Linked DNA regions of Mus musculus: regions 2, 3 and 4 are each linked to region 1. Evidence: chromatin contacts called from public HiChIP or PLAC-seq, Micro-C and promoter capture Hi-C data. All regions are on one chromosome and are shown on one strand. Each heading gives the region's core, a stretch centred on a gene start, on an enhancer-like site or on the middle of the called end of the contact. The rest is flanking DNA. Distances are from core to core; before and after follow the strand shown. Region 1 holds the start of Odf2l (outer dense fiber of sperm tails 2-like). Region 2 has its middle 42 kb from the start of Selenof. Region 3 holds the start of Clca3a1 (chloride channel accessory 3A1). Region 4 overlaps Clca3a2 (chloride channel accessory 3A2).

The links. Promoter capture Hi-C pulls out the DNA fragments that hold promoters and counts their contacts. Hi-C and Micro-C count contacts between places; a contact is called where the count stands out from the background. HiChIP or PLAC-seq counts read pairs in DNA pulled down with a chosen protein or histone mark.
Region 2: a contact with region 1 is called in an H3K27ac HiChIP or PLAC-seq map of extraembryonic endoderm stem cells. The contact joins the enhancer-like site here to the promoter of Odf2l in region 1. A contact is called at or near these places in 8 of 39 promoter capture datasets (the 3T3-L1 cell line, the HPC-7 cell line, embryonic stem cells and 4 more), 13 of 484 Hi-C or Micro-C datasets (the G1E-ER4 cell line, Th1 cells, cerebral cortex and 2 more), 9 of 115 datasets of contacts at active chromatin or transcription factors (astrocytes, embryonic forebrain, embryonic stem cells and 3 more) and 2 of 9 other capture datasets (embryonic stem cells and liver).
Region 3: a promoter capture Hi-C map of macrophages shows a contact between it and region 1, with 6 read pairs. The contact joins the promoter of Clca3a1 here to the promoter of Odf2l in region 1. A contact is called at or near these places in 13 of 39 promoter capture datasets (the 3T3-L1 cell line, 3T3-L1-derived adipocytes, the HPC-7 cell line and 8 more), 1 of 15 datasets of contacts at CTCF or cohesin (the NIH/3T3 cell line), 9 of 115 datasets of contacts at active chromatin or transcription factors (astrocytes, cardiomyocytes, embryonic forebrain and 6 more) and 2 of 9 other capture datasets (embryonic stem cells and liver).
Region 4: a Micro-C map of the G1E-ER4 cell line shows a contact between it and region 1. The contact joins the enhancer-like site here to the promoter of Odf2l in region 1. A contact is called at or near these places in 11 of 39 promoter capture datasets (the C10 cell line, the HPC-7 cell line, cranial neural crest and 6 more), 2 of 15 datasets of contacts at CTCF or cohesin (embryonic stem cells and stem cell-derived epiblast-like cells), 47 of 484 Hi-C or Micro-C datasets (the AML12 cell line, the C2C12 cell line, CD4 T cells and 25 more), 9 of 115 datasets of contacts at active chromatin or transcription factors (acute myeloid leukemia, bone marrow-derived macrophages, cardiomyocytes and 4 more) and 5 of 9 other capture datasets (adipose tissue, embryonic stem cells, liver and 2 more).

What each region holds. Positions count from the first base shown.
Region 1 is chr3:145,117,026-145,120,136 of GRCm38.p6, forward strand. Odf2l (outer dense fiber of sperm tails 2-like) reads left to right here and starts at 1,564. Exons shown (of 17, transcript NM_001162538.1): 1 at 1,564-1,757. Gm40163 (a long non-coding RNA gene) reads right to left here and starts at 1,388. Exons shown (of 2, transcript XR_867692.2): 1 at 1,318-1,388; 2 at 1-90.
Region 2 is chr3:144,610,446-144,613,556 of GRCm38.p6, forward strand. No RefSeq gene overlaps it. Among named protein-coding and RNA genes, the nearest start is that of Selenof, 42 kb to the left of the region's middle. Within about 2 kb of position 1,611, at least 46 of the 459 cell types and tissues checked have an H3K27ac peak or open chromatin away from gene starts, as enhancers often do. A contact at or near this core is called in the G1E-ER4 cell line, astrocytes, extraembryonic endoderm stem cells and 2 more, where this site is marked.
Region 3 is chr3:144,759,294-144,762,404 of GRCm38.p6, forward strand. Clca3a1 (chloride channel accessory 3A1) reads right to left here and starts at 1,684. Exons shown (of 14, transcript NM_009899.4): 1 at 1,271-1,684; 2 at 1-18. The coding sequence starts at 1,429.
Region 4 is chr3:144,807,133-144,810,243 of GRCm38.p6, forward strand. Clca3a2 (chloride channel accessory 3A2) reads right to left here. Exons shown (of 14, transcript NM_030601.3): 8 at 1,447-1,624; 9 at 184-284. Among named protein-coding and RNA genes, the nearest start is that of Clca3a2, 11 kb to the right of the region's middle. Within about 2 kb of position 1,434, at least 1 of the 459 cell types and tissues checked has an H3K27ac peak or open chromatin away from gene starts, as enhancers often do. A contact at or near this core is called in the G1E-ER4 cell line, where this site is marked.

The DNA.
Region 1 (3,111 bases), core at 314-2,813:
TCCTCATGATGAGATCTGTGTCCTTACAGGAGGTAGGTGAGATCTTGCTTCTTGCTCAAGTGAGAATACAGCAAGGAGGCTTCCAACCATCTGTAAGCATTAGGAACAGACAACTCACTAGCAGCCAGATTGGTTGATTCTTGAGTTGGGTCTTCTGAGATTCTAGAAATGTGATAAATATGTTTCTGTTCTTTAAACAACTCAGCCTACGCTACTTTCTTATACAAGGCTGAATTAAGACGTCTATTACCAGTCTATCCATGGCTGCTCATGTACCCAGCATGTCCATATTGAATGTCCCAGGCAACAGAGAGAAGAGCTTCAAGCTACTTATGCAGAAGGTGCATATTGAAGTGGCTTGTTGTTTTTGACTGTGGAATATCATTCCATTGTATTGAATATGTAATCAATTTTCCTGCTGGTAAACATTCAATCTACTTGCCATTTTTAGCTATTATAAACAAACTTGCTATTTATGACTTTCTTATAGAATATTTCATAAACATGTATTTTCATTTTCCTCACCTAGGCGAACAGCTCCCTATGGAAACTCCCTAAGAAGCACAGCATCTGGCTCTGAAGAGCTTGTACTAGCCATACTGAAGGGCCGACAGTTCAGCTCCTAGCTGACATTTCCCATAGCTACCATTTTACTCTATCTACTAGAAGTATGCGCTGCTTCGATATGCTGTTCATTTTTATATCTCTTCCTGTGGTGGAACCTGAGGGAGTGGAGCGGAGGAACGAGGCAGACTAACGCCGCATGCAATAGCCAACTTTATTCAGAGCATCAGACAGTGTATACCCTGAGTGCTAAGAAAGGTCACTTGAGTATATAAGAAGGACAAGGTGCACGCGGCAAAAACATGTTTGTTTGTTTGTTTCCCATAGAGGCAAATAAATGGATAATAGCCAGTTGTACAAAAACTCGGACGTAAACTCACTCCTATCTACTACACCTGGGAGGTGCATGAAAACATTCCAAGAACAATGACAAAACTCCCAAAATCTCATAAGGAAAACAAAACAAAACAAAATAAACAAACAAAAAACCACTACTAGGTCCTACCAAGATCTCATTTGGCCGGTTCAGCAGTTTAGAAAGCACAGCAGCTTTATCTAAGGACTTAGGAGGACTTGAACGACATTTTGGAGAACCTGCTGACTATGTTTTTAAAGAAGAAAAACTCCTGTGGGGGATAATGCCATACACTGGAAAGGTTTTTCTGTCTTGGGTTTTTTCAAATCCTAGCTACAAAAAAGGGCAAAAGCAGGGAAGTCATTTTTCGATCCAGTGTCAAGAGACTCGGAACGGACCTTCCTTCCCTGCTAGGATGAGAGCGGTTGAGATTTTCGGTCAGCGACGCACAAAAGCTACGCCTTTTCTCAAAGCTAAAGCTTTTGAAAAATCTCACTAGAGAAACCAGAGCAGAGACAACCCCCCGCCGGCCACGCCCCCTCACTCCCTCCAATCACAGCAGGAACGGCGCTCGCGCTCTAGAGCTCCCGACCAATTAGCTGCGTCGGAGCGGGCCGATGAGGGCGGGGCGTCCGTTTCCACAGAAACCGCAGGCCGGTTACTAGCAACGTTGAGCTCCAAGGTGGACGCGCTCAGGCCGCCGCTGCCTGTTCTGGTGACTCGTCAGCTTCTCTCCCCGCGCTCCCTGCCCTTCCCTCTGGCCTCCTACTCTCTCTGCACTCTCCGCCTGCTGCAGTGACCCAGGGCCGGGCAGGCCTCAGAGAGGCCTCCGGCCATTGTAGGTAGTGGCGGCGGCGGGGGATGACGTCAGGGCGACGGGCGGACGGGCGGGCGGGCGCGAGTCTGGGGTGGGCTCTGAGGGCGGGCCGCGCGTGACCCTAGGCACCCGGAAGTGAAACCCGTGGTGCCCACCCCTCCTGAACAGTATGTGTTTGGTGCTCAGGTCCTCACTGTCACCCAGAGGAAAGCGGACATTGTGCCCCTGCTTCCCGCGGTGTGGTCTCGGGGCGCCGGGGAGAAGTTAGCGGGGGATAGGGTCCCTGCAGAGCGAGGGTCCGGGTTTGGGGGTGTTTCCGACATAGTGTTTTCCTAATCTTGAGCTCACCCGATGCCAGTCCAGTTCTTGACGTACCCCGAGTCATGTCCCCTGTCTCTGGCACTGAATATGTCAGTTGAGTAACCTTAACCTAACGGTGGCTGCTATTGGTGACCCTAAAGACCAAGTTTCTCTGTCACGCCATGGCTTACAAGGGTGTCAAATGTTTGAGGGTACGAGTGCCTCTGGTTTAGGTAAAGGATCAAACTGTAGAAATCGTGCCTGTTTGTAAGCTTTACTTCATACCTTTGATTAATGGTGAGACCGGCCATATTTGTAATTTTTAATAGCAAAGTATTATTATTGCTGTTTTCTGCTAATTCTACAACTGGTGTATATTAATAGTTTTAGTCTTTGCTTTTCGAGCGTCTCAAGATCTGAGCAGATAGCCTCATTTATTCGTCACTTTTGTTAACTCCATACAGACAAATGGGAGTCAGGATGAGTATAGAAACGATCCGTTGCAGGCCACTGATGCCCCCAACCCCCACCCTCTGGTTTAGTAGTTCTCCATTTATGACTGCTTCAGCAATGACTTTCTACAAAGAACAGATAGGTCTTCAAGGTTGTTCTGTAAAATCAGTTCTGATCAACTCAGGCTTGTAAGTAAATTTAAGGTAGGTTGGTTAATTCAGGATAATTACTTTAAAAAGGAGAAAGTGGAAAAAACGTGAAGATTGCTGAGCTGCCCCGCAGAGTGGGCCAGATGGCATCTAAGTTTAAAGGTGGGATAAAGTAAGATGAGTCCAGGGATTCTACTTCTTGCTCAGTGTGTCACCGTGACTCTAAACCACCCCTGTTGCTGTCCTTGATGGTCATCCGTGGTCCTAACATCTGCAGTATCCTGGGATCTTTAACCAGTGGCCTCTTCTGTCCTTTCATTGTACCAGTCCTCAGTTTCTTTCCGTGACACTTGCAATCCTTGTGTATCCACTGCATTTCTCCAATAACATCTCCTGGGCTTTCCTTAGAAACCCTTGCCTAATCATTCCAAGCCTCGGTTTGTATTCATTGCCTCTTCAGTCCTGAGGCCTGC
Region 2 (3,111 bases), core at 361-2,860, 510 kb before region 1:
GAGGGTGACAGAGACGTGAGCTGAAAAGAAATTGGGTGGAGGGAAGAGTGGAACGGGTTTTTTTTGGAGAAATGAGAACAATTCTAGGAAAGAGCTAGATTGGCTGTAAAGCCAAAGAAGGTGTGGCTTATCCAAAAGGAAGACTGAGGGTACTTACAAACGAGGAGGAGGAAGAGGAGGAGATGGAAAGGAGGAAGAATAAGAGAAGGAAGAGGATGAGCAAGAGGAGGAGGGGGAGGAGGCAGAGATGGCCAGTGAGGCAGAAGTCAGTATGAGCGAGAGCTCATGGGTCAGAGCCATAGAGAAGCATGGCTGCAAACACAGGAGCGAGAGTCTGGAGGAGAGGGATTGGCAAGAGCAGAGCCACACAGAGGGAGGATGGGGTGGTTTGAATAAGAATGGCCCCTTAGGCTCTTATGGTTGACTGTTTCTGGGAATGTTTGAAAAGGATAAGAAGGTATAGCCTTGTTAAAGGAGGTGTGTCACTGGGGTGGGCTCTGAGGTTTCAAAAGCTCAAAGCTCAGTACATAAGCACCCAGCTGCCGCTCCAGCTCCACCCCCATACCTGCATGTCTGCTGCCGGGCTCCCTGCCGTGATGGTCATGAATCCACCCTCTGAAACTCTAAGCTCCCAGTAAATGTCTATCACAGTGCTTCTCAGCCTTCCTGATGCCGGTGGCCCCCTTCCAACCATAAAGTTACTGCCTTGCTACTTTGTAACTGTAATTTTGCTACTGTTCTGAATCCTAATTAAGTATCTAATATGCAGGATACCTGTTAGGCAACCCCCCCCCGGGGGTCATGACCCACAGGTTGAGAATCGCCACTCTCTGGGTTGCCTCAGTTAGGTGTTTTGTCATAGCAATCCCAGATGAGTTAAAACAGAGGGTAGGGTAAAACTCAGCCTTCTCCGTGTCTCCCCATTCCAGACCTGAGTGCCACGTTGCTCCTTGAGTCTTAACTACTACAGCGCATCCCGAACAATACTGATTTTTCCTCAAAGAGCATAAATCAGGCACATACCAGTACACTTCCAAATTAAAATAGCCCTAAACAGACATGTTTCTGGCCAGGGGTGACCTAAAAACTGCTTGGCAGGAAATTGAGACCAGTCTTTGCTTCTTATTGTGTAGAAGTGACGAGTCAGGGTTTCATGAAATCAAACAATCATGTCGATGCACAGAGGCTTCTGGAACACCCAGGAATTAACATGATTTCAGCTTACGTCTCTGACATTCCCCAGGGCCTTGGTTAACATGCTCCCATCAGCCCCAGAGCCAGGATTACAACTTAGCTACAGTTCATTACTGAAAGCTTATTTTTTTTTTTCTGGCAATGTTTAAGTCTGGGATGCTTGCTATTTGTCGGTGGGAGGGTGGGCCGGCTTCCCAGTCTGCATCACAATTATGCAATGAAAACTGCGTTGTTAGTCCTGTTTTCCACTCTTCACTGCTTGACCCAACTGTACTCTGGTTTCTGTTGCGGCTTTGCCTCCCTTCTTCTGTGGGTGATTACTAACCCTTCATTTTCACTCAGTGTAAACTTGTGGCACCACTGCCGCCCCTGTGCTGAAGCATCTTGTTTACCTAGGCTCCATTTTCCCAGTCTCCTGATGACCTTACTGTCCACTCTGTTAGCACTTTGTCCAGGCTCTGTCCCACAGTTACCTGGCAACAGTAGGTGTGCCTGACTCACTATAAAAGGGGCTGCTCGCCCCCTCCACTCTCTCATGCCTTCTTGCTCTCCCTCTGTCCTCTCATCCCTTCCCTTCCTCCCCTGCCCCTCCTCCCCTTCCCCTCCTCCCTCTCTCTCCGTGCTCATGGCCAGCTTGTATTCCTCGGCTCTCTCTCTGCCTTTCTCTGTCTCTACTACCCTCTCAACACCCCTCTCCATGCCCTGAATAGACTCTATTCTATACTATACGGTCAGTTGTGTGGCTGGTACCTTACAGGGAAGGGATACCCCAGCATGGGCCCATGAAGACACCCCCTTCCCCCACACCTGACTACACATCCACCAGACATATCGCTTCACTCCTTATCTTTTTTATAAAACACAACACACTCCTTCTGGGCCCACCCACTGATACTGCAGTTGCCACAAAGGTTAACTCACTGTTCAAAGTCCTATCTGTCCAAATACCAGCAATCAAAGGGCAGCAATGTCAGGTCAGCCAGCTAGAACGAACGGAATGTGATGATGGGACTTTGGCAAAGAGAAAAGACCCTCCTTGTGTGAAGAAACCATTATTTGAAAGACTTTAAGCATTGCCCTGATCGTTTAATCCTTTCATGGACTGGGCTTCACTTACACGGCGTGTGGTATACACTCAGTCCCATCATAACGAAATGATAGATGTTCCTGACTGAGCTCAGAGGTCTTAGTTAGGAACGTTAGTTAGACACGATTTGCTTTCAGTCTAGAAAGAGTGTTTCCCTGGAGCCTCTCGTCTGCTTATTAGCATCATACAAACTTCCTTGTACAAAGTGACATTGCTTTTACCATCAAACTTTTCCAGGGAGTGCTTTTCATTTTATATCATTTGTGTCCCCTCCATGCCTTCCAGAGGTCTCTGCTACGTGCCATCTACTCTGAGTTTACTATGGCCTTTATTCGTCTGTGGCTTGAAGGGACTGTCAGAGCTCAAATGACAGGAAAACTCACTTTCTTCACAGAGACCTTGGGATGCTTTGGGGTGGGGGTGATTTGGCTTTCGGCTCCATTTTTGTTTGTTTGAGACGGCATCTCATCAAATACCCTATTCTGGCCTTGAACTTGTAATCCTCCTGTCTCAGCATCCTGAGTGTTGATCATTAGGAGTGTGTGTTCTTCTTTTTTTTTTTTTAAAGATTTATTTGTTTTATGTATATGAGTACACTGTCGATGTCTTCAGACACACCAGAAGAGGGCATTGGATTCCATTACAGATGGTTGTGAGCCACTATGTGGTTGCTGGGAATTGAACTCGGGACCTCTGGAAGAGTAGTCAGTGCTCTTAACCACTGACCCATCTCTCCAGCCCGGGAGCATGTGTTCCTGATAAAGTCCCTGAGAAGCATTCCATAGCAGTCTCAGGTCTGCTAAAGCCGACAACAGAGGAGTGATAGGGGA
Region 3 (3,111 bases), core at 434-2,933, 360 kb before region 1:
GGCTTGAGTTACCATTTCCTGAGAAAATGAAAAGTGCATTGTGGTAGCAATCTCAAAACAAACTGAGCATAAATCATCTATACATAAACCAGAAGAAGCAAACGGGGGCTCCTCTTCCTCAAGTGTGTGTGCACAGAGTAACTGAAAAACTGGGATACATTTGACTGAATCTCTTGGATCCGTAAACTCATTTCCACATGCCCAAAGCTAACCCTGACCTTCACCTGCCCACCCCTCCAGGTGGCAGTTGGATTGGAGATGCGACTGCAGTCTGTGCGTTAGGCATAACAGGGATGAATGTCAGAAGTCTGCAGGCAAGTGGTGCGTTAATCAATTTTCTTACAATTGCATTGTTCAAACTCACAGGGAGCTTAAGGTTTGGTAATTATTGTATTCTATGTTAATTAAAATTGCCTTTGTTTTATTTTGAGTTACTACCCAAGTAGAGCATATAAATAAATGACCAGATTATTAAAAAAAAACACACATTTTTTTGGTAAACTTTATATATGAATGTGTCTACACCCTTCCCCCATTCCTCCCACAACCCTCCTTTCCCTAACAAACTCACGACCTCATCTTCAATTATCATTTTACACATATGTATACACAGCTGTATTTATAACCCACTGAGTCACTCTGGCATTGCTCAATGTCTAATAATAAATACAAATAAGACTGGTTTGCTTCTGCCTGCTACTTGCTACAATCCTACAAACAATTCATTCAATTTTTAGAGGAACCCAGCCTTCTGCTCCTAAGCATTGCATGGAAATGTTGCAAGGACCTATGGACAAAGTACACACGACGCAAACATTTTTATTAAACAAGTGCAATTAGGAACACATCAGCTTTAAGCATGTGTCAGTTTTCCTTTAAGTTAAGATAGGTAAGGATTTTCCAAAGTTGAGCACGTAGGAGCAGCTGGAGGAGTGGGCAGGACATTTGCTGTATAGACTCTGTAAACCAACATTACTAAGATAAAGTGTGAGAACTCTTCTTCTTCTGAAGTCTCTTACTTTACCAAGTTAATAAATTATTAACAGGTTAAACACAGATTTTATTATATAATAAAAATATAAAGCTAGGCAAATTTCCATCTTGACTGTAGATAATACTGCAGACATGATGAAGATGGTTAAAGTGCCCTTTAGGAGGGTAAAACCGTGTGTGTGAGTGTGTAACTGTGTGTGTGAATGTGTAACTGTGTGTGTGAGTTTGGATGCGCAGGCAACAGAATTATTGACCTGACAATAAAACCCCTTCTTACCTTTATGCTTGGGATGAGCCTTTCGTCCTCCGGCACACTGGGGTTAATGGCAATGACCACACCCTCGTATCCATTGCTGTTGAGATGCACCATGGAGCTCTCTGTGTTCTGCAGGAGATGCAGGGTGAGGAACAGAAGGACCTGCAGCCCTGGCACCATGTTCGCACTGCTCCAGTGAGAAGGAGCAGCACAGAAGGGTATTTATGTGTGTGCCTCGCTCGGGAATTTGAAATAATGTGATCCCTGCCCCCCCAGCCTGTCCTGGACAAGCAGTCCTTGAACATTCTTCCCAGAAGACCTTGGCTATTTGCCATGATAGGCAGGATATACATACTTTGTATGATAGGCCTTATCGGCCTGAACAGAAACAGCTGCCTTAGCTGCAGCTATGAACTTTGGTGTAGTGGAATTCATGAACGGACAAGAAATGGAAACTTATCAGATTGGCTGCTGTGCTGTTGCTACCTGCATTGCTATTCTGGGGTTGGGTTTTGAGGTTTACCCCTATATATATGCTGTGCTAAATATTAAACATGAGCCTTGGCTCCATGTTTCTTTCACCCTCCCATCTCCTCCCCGCCCCCCTGCCCTTTTTATTTCCAGCCCTCCTTTCAGGCGAGCCCTGCTTGAGTCTAAGCCACTGGACAGCCACAAATCAAGTCCAGAATATTTGCATTTATGTGTAGGGTGAAGTCCTCGTGACCGTCCTTATTGCTTTCATTCTGGAGACTTAATGGTTAAATGTCAGTGGGGACTAAGGTAAACACATCTATGGTTCTTTCTAAGGCACCAAGTATTTCCTGAAGTGAGCTATCCTTTTGGATTGTTTGTGAAGCCACCCTCATAGCTGTGGGTACTTGTCATTGTGACCGTCTTCATCACTGCCACCCCATCTTCATAAAGATACAGCCCCACAGTTCTAAGTTTTCAGGGTCTGTTTATAGGGTGAGGTTAGCAAGTGATTTAAAAAAAAATCACAGGAAAGAGCAGATGGAAAGGCTGGTGTTAAAAAAGCAAACAACGAACAGGGCTGGAGTGGGCGTGGCAGAGATTTATGACTTTATGTTCCTTCTCGGGAGGGGACTGTTAGAAGCACAATGCTTCAAAACCGGCCTTGGATCACGTGGGACTTTCCTTTGTCATCTTCCATGATAGCTCCTAGTTTGTTTCGGCTTTTGAGTGGCACTGAGTATTCCACATCCTTTTGTAACTTGAGAACTTAATATTCTTCACCTGAGAGTTTTTTGTTTGTTTGTTTGTTTTTTTGTTTTTTTGTTTTTTTCCATTGACTAAAGTGCTCTATAGCTTGAGTCGGTTGTACAGTGTCATCATGAGTGCGCTCGAAGCTGGCTGAATGTGAGCCCAACTCCTTCTTGTCCTGGTCACTTAAAAGTCACATATTTCTCTGTTAGGGTTGTGTGACTTTTTTTTTTTAAGCTTTGTCTTTTGTAAAATATCTGAATTGTTATGAGATGTTGGAACTGCTAAATGAATTAATCCATGGGAAACATGTCTTACTGCCTTACACAGTAAGACCATGTTGCAAGCAAGCAAACAAAGAAAATGATAAAGAAAAAAAGATGTTATTGTCCTATTCTGGCACAAAGTAGACCTCAGCAAATTAATGTTTATTCCTTGATTTTCTTGTATTTTTCGATTTATGTGAAAAAATTGAGTGCTTCAGGAGCATCACCCAGTGCTCTGTGGTCAGGCACAGAAATGAGAAAACTCTGGCATTGTCTCCAAAGAACTCAAAGCCTTGTCTCATGAGTTAGACTGGACCGATAAAGCGTTCAAACACAAGACAGCGGGAAAGATGCCGCTTTGTTGCGGATGCGCCT
Region 4 (3,111 bases), core at 184-2,683, 310 kb before region 1:
GGAAAAGGTAACCACATTTTGTATGACTTCTGAAAGAAAATACACTAATGGTGTTTTTCATAATGGAATTAATTTTTTGGCAAAAGAATGATTTATTAGAGAAAGAAGAGGTAATAAGAAATATAATAGGAATTTACTGCAAAGGTGAGGGAATATTTCAAAGTATTCTCTCCATGTACTGACCTGCAGAGCCTGCTGGGAGACGCTGCCACTTGTAGATGAAATCCTACTGAAAGCGTCGATAAGGCTGCTTACATGTTTGTTGGCATAGAAACGAAGCCCTCCTGAAGGAGAATTTTAAATGGGAAAATCAAATGTGCTATCAGAGATTTAGTTTAAAGTCCACCTGATGTTTCATTTATTATTAAATAATTATATTCTGTGTCTGCACGTAAGTCAGTGGACAGCTTGTTGAAGTTGCTTCTCTCTTTCCGCCATGTTGGTTCAGGAGTTGAACTCAGGCTGTGAACTTTCACTCACTGAGCTGACTCACCAGCCTCGAGTTAACGTTTCTGTTTAAACTCCACAGAAGATGAGTTTCTAAACCATGGACATTCAGAGTATCTCTGAACTTACTATAAACCTATATTAATCAAAACATCTTATTCAGAATAGGTAAGTTAAAGAGAAGTGGAAAATGTAAGCATAAGGGAAATTTCATTATTTTATGTCAATCAGCAGAGGTAAGTGCAATAGTGAAATTGGGCTAAGTACCCAGTGGTTCTATAGAAGGTGAGACTGAAGATTGCTTCAGAGGATGCCAATGTATAACAGAATAGTCATGGGCAAAATGCAGAGAATAAATGATGCGAGTGAAAGAAGATTTTTGGGTATGAAGATATGGGAAAGACTAGATAACAAAGGACAGGAGTTAGACAAATGACTGCCAGAAATGTACCAACCAGTGCATGCTAACTAAAGTAATGCATTTCAGAAAGGCCAACTGGAAGATCCTGGAAGTAACCCAAGCAGGGTGTGAGTGCTGGGTCAGGGTGTGATGGGAAAACCTGTTAGGGAGAGAAGATACTCGGATCTCCTGAGGTGGTGGGAGCAGAGTGGGCTGGCGGGGAGGCCTGATCCGGTGACCAGGGTTTTAATTGAGAAAATCATTTGTGTCTCCAGGTTTTCACCTCCTCACCTATCATGAGACGTCTAAATCTTTACTGCGGGATTGAATGGTACTTTGGTATTGAGCTGACACTTTCTACTTGTATTTGCGTAACCATGGAGACAGAGCATCTGTTTAGTGCAATGAAGAAAAAGTGGGTGAAGGATGAATGAAAGCAGCAGGCACCGAATAATTTAAGATGGGGACATGCGAAGAAGCAGAGAAAGGAAAGAACTGAACTTGAAGGTCAAAGAAGAGAGAAAAATTAACTTTAAACAGGGAAGTGTTGAAAAGCTTCCCACTTGGTGAACATCTGTCCAAAGGTTCCGAAGTTGTACCTGTCATGTCTGACAGAGTCTCCAGTTCTCGGGCAGCAGAAGGCCCCAGAGCGATGGTGTGGATGATGGCACCGCTGCGAGAGACGGCCTCAAAGCAGGAACTTATTCCATTATCTTCCCCATCTGTCAGCAATACGATCTCAGAACCGGAAGTGCTCTGGTCACTGGAGGTAATTGCCTGTGAAAAGCAGGGTGCTAATTACATGCTGTCACTGCTGATAAACTTAAGAATGCACATATTTTTAATATTCTCTTTCTTAGCTGACTTGATGATACACGGAAATGGGCAAGCACTAGACTTCTCAGTACTTTTAATCCTCCAGAGATAGACATGTTGGCTACTCAGTAGAGGATGAACAAATCTCCAGTAATGATTTCTGGCATACAGTAGCTACTAAATGAATAAAAATTAAAATGAATGTAAATAGTTGTTATTATCTCCCCACAAAACACTTGATGAAGATTCAAGACTTTCAGATAGTTGTAGATTCCTTCCGACTTGATAGCATTTGCAAAGTCATGACCACAGTTGGACTAGCAAGATTCAATTATTTGAAATGTCACTTTTCATGTATTTTATTTAGTTATTATTAAAGAATTTTATGATTTACCCAAAACAAAACAACTTTGACTTATCATGAAGGAAGAAGCTGATATACTTTGTTATAATTGGTCTGCATATTTTTCTGACTTCCACCAAGAATATTAGTTAAGAGTCTTTGTTTTAGGTACCTTGAGAAGAAATTATGTTTTCTAATTTATGTTAGTCTTTCCTGAGATTTTCCCAAAGACACACACACACACACACACACACACACACAAACACACACACCCCTCTTTCAGACTGTTAGTGTAATGATTGTTTATAGACTGTAGAGATACGGTTCTCATTCCTAGATTTGGCAATTGTCTTATAATGGATAAATCTCACTATTCCAATTTTCAGCTTCATTTTGTGCAGAATGGTTTTACTAATGTTACCTAACTCCTAAAAGTTTAAGGATACAAGATCACACATCCACAGCACTTAGCACAGTCAGTAATATACTGTATGGCCAACATATAGCTACTTTATAGTTATTGTGAAAGTAATACATTTATGTCTTGATATGTTTTCATTAAGTGAAAGCTGGTTATCTTATTCATGTTTTAGAACTGAATAGATGTATGACAATTACTTTCAAAATAGCAAATCTTTGCGAACATTTACTTATATAATTGCTACAGTTAAATGTGGTAAACCCTATTTATAGCCATCTGGGTTCAGGAAAGAGATTTTCAATATTGAGTTACTTTCACAAGATCCTTTAGATAATATACAGTAGAGTGAGCACCTCCGGTTTTAAAAACCCATCTGATTTTTGACCTGGGTGCCATGAAGCAAGCTAAGGGATAGTGTGAATCAAAGGTCTGCATAGGGTAGCAGTGATGACTTTCACACAGGGAGGATGAGCAACGGAAATAGTCTCCCATTTTGCTGGCTCAAAACATGACCACAAATACTAAAGTGGAGGCTGACTTGGGGTGGGAGAGAATCAGACAAATACTGTAACCTCTGAGTACAGTGCTCAAAAGGAAGTCTGCGTTTTCTTGTTCACCATCATGATTTAATTTTGTGTGCACCTGTGTTTGTTGATTGTTGCTTGTGAAGCTGCCTCCAATTTA